2 separate regions of the Mus musculus genome follow, and region 1 is linked to region 2. The links are chromatin contacts, called in public Hi-C maps. All regions are on one chromosome and are shown on one strand. Each heading gives the region's core, a stretch centred on a gene start, on an enhancer-like site or on the middle of the called end of the contact. The rest is flanking DNA. Distances are from core to core; before and after follow the strand shown.

The links. Hi-C and Micro-C count contacts between places; a contact is called where the count stands out from the background.
Region 1: a contact with region 2 is called in a Hi-C map of myocytes, with 5 times the contacts expected there. The contact joins two enhancer-like sites. A contact is called at or near these places in 3 of 484 Hi-C or Micro-C datasets (bone marrow-derived macrophages, muscle stem cells and myocytes).

What each region holds. Positions count from the first base shown.
Region 1 is chr4:95,662,112-95,665,831 of GRCm38.p6, reverse strand. The region is part of intron 5 of Fggy (FGGY carbohydrate kinase domain containing); the gene reads right to left. Among named protein-coding and RNA genes, the nearest start is that of Fggy, 110 kb to the right of the region's middle. Within about 2 kb of position 1,976, at least 12 of the 459 cell types and tissues checked have an H3K27ac peak or open chromatin away from gene starts, as enhancers often do. A contact at or near this core is called in muscle stem cells and myocytes, where this site is marked.
Region 2 is chr4:95,157,237-95,161,006 of GRCm38.p6, reverse strand. All of the region lies in intron 3 of Junos (a long non-coding RNA gene), which reads right to left. Among named protein-coding and RNA genes, the nearest start is that of Gm12708, 34 kb to the left of the region's middle. Within about 2 kb of position 2,161, at least 42 of the 459 cell types and tissues checked have an H3K27ac peak or open chromatin away from gene starts, as enhancers often do. A contact at or near this core is called in muscle stem cells and myocytes, where this site is marked.

The DNA.
Region 1 (3,720 bases), core at 727-3,226, 510 kb before region 2:
TGCACATTCTGTGGGGCTTTCACAGAGATGAGGCCAGGCTGCCTTGGGCTCCTCTGTGGCTGGCCCAGCACTCCCAGCTCAGGCAAAGACAAGCAATGAAACAGAGGTTGGATCACCCGCCTTTTGACACAAAGGAGCATGGCTAAGATGTTCACTAGGCTCTGTAGGACAGTCCAGAGGAGAGGACAGGGACCCTCATCTCAACTGTCCAACTTACACGCTCTTCTAAAGCTGCCATGTGTTCACCTCAGAACAACAGCCACCACCATGGACTGCAGAGGTAGGCCAGGCTTCAACCCCAGCAGCATGACCTTGGGGACAGCTGCCTAAGTGTAAGTCACCTGAAAGATTGAGTCATAGCTGGTATAGGTTAACTGACTTCATGCCAGTAAAGCATTCCATACAGTGTCCCATGTGTCACTAGGACTCAGTGAATGTTCATGTTATTTTGAGAATACTGCATAAACATTAAAGACTTAAAACAATTAGGATCAAATAAACCTTTGGCATACCTTTCTCAGCCCAGAGTACCCACAAGCAATGCCATAGACACTGGATTTTGTGATAACCTGTACTAAGATGTGCTTTAGTTTGGAAGTAGGATGAGTGGCCATTCATCATGGGGAATATGAAGACCTGAAGCCCTAGAATGGAACTCCCGCTGGGAGTTCAACTATCATTACTAGCTCAGTTATCATGGGCAAGTTGTCTAATCATATGACCCTTAGTCCCTCTGACTATAAGGAATTGTGTGTGTGTGTGTGTGTGTGTGTGTGTGTGTGTGTGTGTGTGAGAGAGAGAGAGAGAGAGAGAGAGAATGCCCCTATGAGTGTGGTGTGATGCATATGTGCGTATGCAAGCCTGGAGTTGATATTAAGAGTCTACATCAGTTTCTCTGCACATTATTTTCTGTCTCACTGATCCTGAAGATCACTCACTTGGCTAAGCTAGCTGGCCAGGGAGCTCCAAAGATCCTCCTGTCTCTGCTCAACCCAGTGCTGGAACTGTGAGTATGCACTGGCATGCCCAGGATTTTACACAAGTTTGAAGGACCTGAACTTAGATCCTCAGCAAGCACTGTACTGACTGAGCCATCTCCCAAGCCCCACTTTTAAATAACATAATCTTAAATATAATAATGGCTAGGTGTATATTCCTCACCATCATAATAGAGTCCTGAGAAATTATTATAATTGGGAAACATTATCCAGCTTCTCTAGAGTCACCGCACAACAGATGGACACATAACTTAGGCAGAAGTTACCAGCGAATCCAATTACACTTGGCAAGTGTGACTACCCCACCCCCATCCACACACTGAGCAAACATCAAGAGGTGACTGCTGTTCCTCTCTTAGCAGAGACTGAATTTCCCTGTCCCTCCATTGTGCTCCTGACAGCAACTCACAACTCACTAGAACTAACTAATTTATCTGCCGTCCCATGTCCACAGCCAGCATCCCTTGTTAGAGATGAGTGAGCCAAAAGCCACTGGGGTTAATTAAGTGACTTACTAAGTAACCTTTCCAGCCCAAGAACAGAAACAGCCTCCCTCTCGTGCACTGTTATGTCCACCATGCACTCCACCTCTCAACTGCCCATCCATCCTAGCTAAGTCATGGAAGGTACTGTGACGGCCTTCTTTGCCTCCTCAGACTGCACAGAGGAGCTGCTGCTCTTAACAGATTGCTTGTGATGGAATCCTGACAGGCTCCCTCCTGTGACAGGTAAAGGCAGGAACTATGAATTGGCTCAAATGCTTTAATGGAATATGTAGAGCTTTCCATATCTCTGGCCCAGTTTTGCCCTTGTGAGCATAAGCAAAGGAAATTCTCCTAGTGCAGAAACTACATCCAGAGCAAAGCTAGAGCAAAGTGGATTGTGCCAGCCGAGGAAGGAAACACGAGGCAACTGACTGGCCCCTCAGCCATCTCCTGTCTTCATGAGTCATAAATGAATGGCACCTCTGCCACTGGTGCCACAGGCAGATTCTCTGCTGCCCGCAGGCATCTGCTTCTGTCAGCTGGGAAGAATCCCATAGAGCACTGGTTTCAACTGAATGTCTTTGGGGAGGGCAGGGCTAGTACCCAGCTGCTGTTAGCAGACAGGGAGGCGCCTTCTCACCTGCCCTGGGTACCCTCTATGGACCTGACTCTCCAGCTGTCCCTGTGGTTACAGACTTTCCTTGCCTGACTCACAATAGTAAATGTACCCTTCCTCCAAATGAAGAATTAAAAAAAACAACTTTGTTTATTGATATCTGACGGGGAGAGGTAGGGATAGGAGAAGAAGAAGAAGAAGAAGAAGAAGAAGAAGAAGAAGAAGAAGAAGAAGAAGAAGAAGAAGAAGAAGAAGAAGAAGAAGAAGAAGAAGAAGAAGAAGAAGAAGAAGAAGACGACGACGACGACGACGACGACGACGACGACGACGACGACGACGACGACTTAGTTGTATTGCAGGTGGTACCATCTGTTGCAAAATTTTTGTTTTTATCAATTACAAGTCTGGCAGTAAACGGAACTTTGAAAATAAATAAAAATCAGAAAAATAATCTCCAAGACTGTATATGCACTGCTTAGCCTGGCTAAGAGAGCTACAGCCATCATGGGGGGTTAAACCACAACCATGTACATCCACCCTTTCAACTAATAATCACCAGAGCTGACTAAGGATTTAAATGATTATCTATCTATCTATCTTTTTATTTATTTAGTGTGTGTATATGTAGTATGTTTGTGAATGCCTGTGCGCATATGTGCATGTATGTACCCATGTAAAGGCAAGGTGTCATTGTCTAATATTTTCCTCAATTCCTCCCTACTTTTTTTTTTTTAGATAGTGTCTAACGTTGTATCTGTAACTCACTGATTCAGAGAAGATAGCAGGCCAGCAAGCTCAAGAGCTCCTCTTGCCTCTACCTCCCCAGTGTGAGGATTATATGTGCCTACCACCATGCCTGGATTTTTACATGAGTATTGGAATCAGAATTTTGTTTTTATGCTTACACAGCAAGTGCAGTTTACAAACTAAGGCATCTCCTGGCTTCCAACTAAAGTTTTAGCCATATTTCTAGGCACTGGAGAGAAAATACTAAGGCTATTGACTTCAAGAAGCCAAGACGATATTTGAAGGGTTCATATCTTCTCCCTCAATAAAATCAAGGAATTAAACAATGTGTTTCTGGAGAGTAGCAAACATCATAAGATGATGAACATGCTGATATATAGGCAGAACATGCTGATATATAGACTGAACATGCTGATATATAGACTGAACATGCTGATATATAGGCAGAGGCTCAGGGGAAGCCTCTCTAAGGAATCTTCTGAAGCAAGATTGACTGGAAGAAAGTTCTGAATGCATTTACAAAGTGCTAACACTGTGGAGATAATGCTATTATTTCAGATGACATTCTGCAACTTCTTTCCCAGCCTACTAATTGCCTCTCTACCTCCATCTTGTTCTCTCTCCCTCCCTTTGTTCTGGATACTCTCATGGCAAGACCTCTATGCTACCTGACTCTGCAATTCCTATACTCCCCCCAACCATCTCTCACAGGGACCCTGGCAATACTACCCCTTGCGAGTTACCAGGAACAGAAATAAAAACTCCTGGGACTCAGAACTGCCTAGTTAGAGAAAGATGCTCAGGAAGGGGGGGGGGGGCAGCAAGGCAAACACCCTCCACCCTCGGCACACAAGGCAGAGGAGGTTTAAGGGTG
Region 2 (3,770 bases), core at 912-3,411:
GAGATCAGGCGATCCGAGAGGGTGTAAAGGATGAGAATGGATAGGGACTCAAACTTGCTGTCTCCCAACACTGATGTGATGACCTCAGAAAGCTTGAGCGGGACAGTAGCTGAATTAGAATCCAGAAGGCAAACTTAGAAAAGCACTTTGTAAACCACTGACTTAAGACAAAGGTCTCTTTCACCTTCAGAGTTCCTTCAGCTACGTCCTCTTACTAGCAAAGCAAATAAACCCACAATTTGCTTCCTAAATAATTAATCAAAACCCAGAAGTCACTCAACACATTTTCAGTAAATATTCACTGGAAATGTCTAAGTACCAGTTGTGGCCAAGTGCTATGCTGGGCACTCAGGGGGTGGCAAAGGAGACGAACAAAGGCTATGTCCTCATGCATTACCCAAACTGTTGGACACAGAAATCGAACAACTCAGATACTGACATCCAACTAACCAAAGATACAGGTGTGTCTACAGTAGACAGATAATGTTTTCAGTCAAAAGTAAATAAAGGTGTCTTTCTCTTCTGTGGCCTCATAAGTAGAGAGAGAATCTTGCCTCTGTACATGAGCTAGAGAGAGAGGGGGGAGAGAGAGAAAGAGATAGAGAGAGTATTAATTCTGTTATGGATCTAGCAAGTCCAAGTTCCTGAGATTAGCAGCATAAGGCTGCGTGGAGAAAGCCTACAGGAAGAGCCCATGGCTTGCTTCCTGTTTATGTGTCCCTCCTCACAAGAAACTCCTAACAGATGGCCCCCACTCAGTTCTCAGTGAGTGAGTGTCTAAGAGGATGACCTTTGAAACCAGGTTTCAAGAGTTGACTTCAAGGCCTGTCTTAGCAGACCTCTAACCACGGGCCAAGTACTTAACCTCTGTGTGCCTATGCTCCTATTCTGTGAAGTGTTATGGATAATACCTAGTCCACAGAATTCTAGGCATTAGAGACGGTGCTTTAAGCAGGTGGCAGGGATTCGGTGTGTGCGCAGCAGTGCTTTGGTGCTCTCTGCCTAGAGAAACCTTCCTCCCCCTTTCTCTTCTGGGAGAGTGTGTATTTATAGTCCAATGTCACCTCCTTTCTGGAACCTCCCTTGCTTTATTGGCAAGGTAATTGGATGCTTTGTCTTCTATGTTCCCATCTCTTTCATAGTACCTTAGAGGACCCTTCATGCTCCAATTAGGTTGTCTAATGTGGTGTGTTTTCCTTCTTTATTCGACTACAAGTTCTTAAAGAGTGGGGACTATCTACAATTTGCCCCATCTCTAAGAAACCAGGCAGTCCCCAGAGCAGGGTGAGCTCTTGACACTCTCTTGAGTGAGTGGGTGGATGGGTGAGTGGGTGGGTGGATGGGTGAGGGGGTGGGTGGATGGGTGAGGGGGTGGGTGGATGGGTGAGGGGGTGGGTGGATGGGTGAGGGGGTGGGTGGATGGGTGAGTGGGTGGGTGAATGGGTGAGTGGGTGGGTGGAGGGTGAATGAGTGGGTGGATGGGTGAGGGGGTGGGTGGATGGGTGAGGGGGTGAGTGGGTGGGTAAGAGGGTGGGTGGATGGGTGAGGGGGTGGGTGGATGGGTGAGGGGGTGAGTGGGTGGGTAAGAGGGTGGGTGGATGGGTGAGTGGGTAGGTGGATTGGTGCTGATGGATGGATGATAGGTGAAGTAATCCTCCCAGGACTGTGAAATTCGAGTCCAGAGTCTGTGTTTAGTTTATGTGGAGAATATCGCATTTTTGAGTTTCTGTTTTGCCATCTGGATCTTGGAATAAAAGCACTGTATTTGGGGGTCAGAAGTTTAGGGCAGATGTATACATACATGACAGCACACAGATGTATACATACATGTATACATACATGACAGCACACAGGAAAGACTGCAGAGGAGTCAGTGTTTGTACTCTAGCCCCAGCTCTACCCCTTGTTAACAGGATGGTCTTTGACCAATCTTGACCTTGTTATAATGGGGAAGGCAGAACACACTCATGACCTGTTGAGAAAATCAAGAGATATTCTTTGTAAAAAGCCTGGGGTGCAGAACATATATATATTCAGAAATTAAACTTGCCTCCCTTCCACACCTACCCCCTTTGTCTGTTCTCCAGACACATAGGCCTGGACGCTCAGTACCCAAGACAGCTGTTCAGATGCCATATTTTGCTCAGAGTGACTAATGCCCCTTAAGCCAAGGTTGGAAAGCTGACTCCCGAACCAAGTTTAAACTTGAGTGCTGAGTTAGAAGCAGGGAATGCGGCTGACTGGTTGATTTAATTAATAAGGACACTTTTGAAAGAGAGCCCTTTTAAAACCAACAAACATTCCAAGGAAATTGAAAGCAAGAGCTAATCCATGATTTCATGTGTAGGTTTCTCGTGTGACTGAGAGAGTCCTTATGTAAAAATATGAATAATAAATCGTCCAAAGCCCACGTGAGCATTTTTTTCAAACTCTTAAGAGCAGTGGTTAGAATTGGCTTTGGAATCAATTAGCCAGTTAATTGGGGTACTATGTTGTAACAAATCTTAACTGTCCTTCTACTACACTATAGTATATTCTAATAAACTATTCAAAATCCTCCAAGTATACTTATCAGTTACTACTGGACCTAGAATATTAGCACATCACACATGAAGCCCCCCAGTCATCCCCCACCTTCTTACTCTGATTTCGAAAAGGCTGAAATGGGGGCACCGAGGGCCTTGGGCCTGAGCTTACCCATGGCTCAGCCAGGGAACATTTGGCAGGAGAACTCAAAGGGGAAACCTGAGAGTGCAGGACCTGAGAGATGTCCTCCAAGACGTAGGGATCTTATTAGCAAAGCCAAGCGCCCTGCCAAGGAGGGCATGTGTCTGAATACCCAAAGAAAATAGGATACAACTCACTTTAATGTCAGCACCTCCAAAACTTGGGGGGGCTACTTGCATTTCTGCCTTTTTCTTTTTTAACTCCCCAGCCCATATCTTGACCAATGCACGTTTCTGTAGCTCTCTCCTGAAAATTGCCTTAGAAGCCCCTGACAGAGAACAGTTCCCCTCCTTTCCCCTATATGCTTAATGGTACACAGTGTTCCCATTGGGATCTCGCTTCAAGACAATGAATGATGTGCTGTCCTTCTTCTCTCATCTCCCCAAGCTTCCTCTTTTTCTCTGCATTCATGGAGAAGTAATTGGTCCATGCTAAACCACAAGGGCTTGCCGAGCTCTGTGAGCTACAGACCTGGGAAAGCTTCCCCACCATCCAGACAGCCAGCATTTTCATAACCTCCATTTTTTTTCTGGCCTTTGTACATTTTTCTCCTGTCTCCCTTCAGCAAATAGCTTTTGCCTACTTTCTATCCTTTTCTGTAGATCAGCTTCCATTTTCTGTAAATGGAAATATGCCATGTAGACACTTTGACGAGCTTCTTTCTCCGAGCACAGTTGTGTTGGCACACCAGTGTCTTCGGTCTGTGGATTTTCTTGTGGGGCAAGATCTGGGCTCATCTAGAACACAGACCGATGCTGCGGTAAGGACGTCTGTGGGGAAGACTCTAAGGGGATAGGAAGAGGTTGGCATTTGCTGCCAGGATATATATATATGTATGTATGTATATGCTGTCTTCCCAGCCCCCACTGCTTGGAGCTGTGAATTGGGGAGATGCTCGCTTGCTTTTGGATCCTCAATTTCCTCGCCTGGGAATTGGGGTGATGATAAAGCTCTTTTCTCTGAGAGAGTTTGTGAAACTCCACAGAGCCAGGAGATAAAGTGCTCTGTAAACTGTGAAAGGTCAACCCTGGGCAGGGATTAGG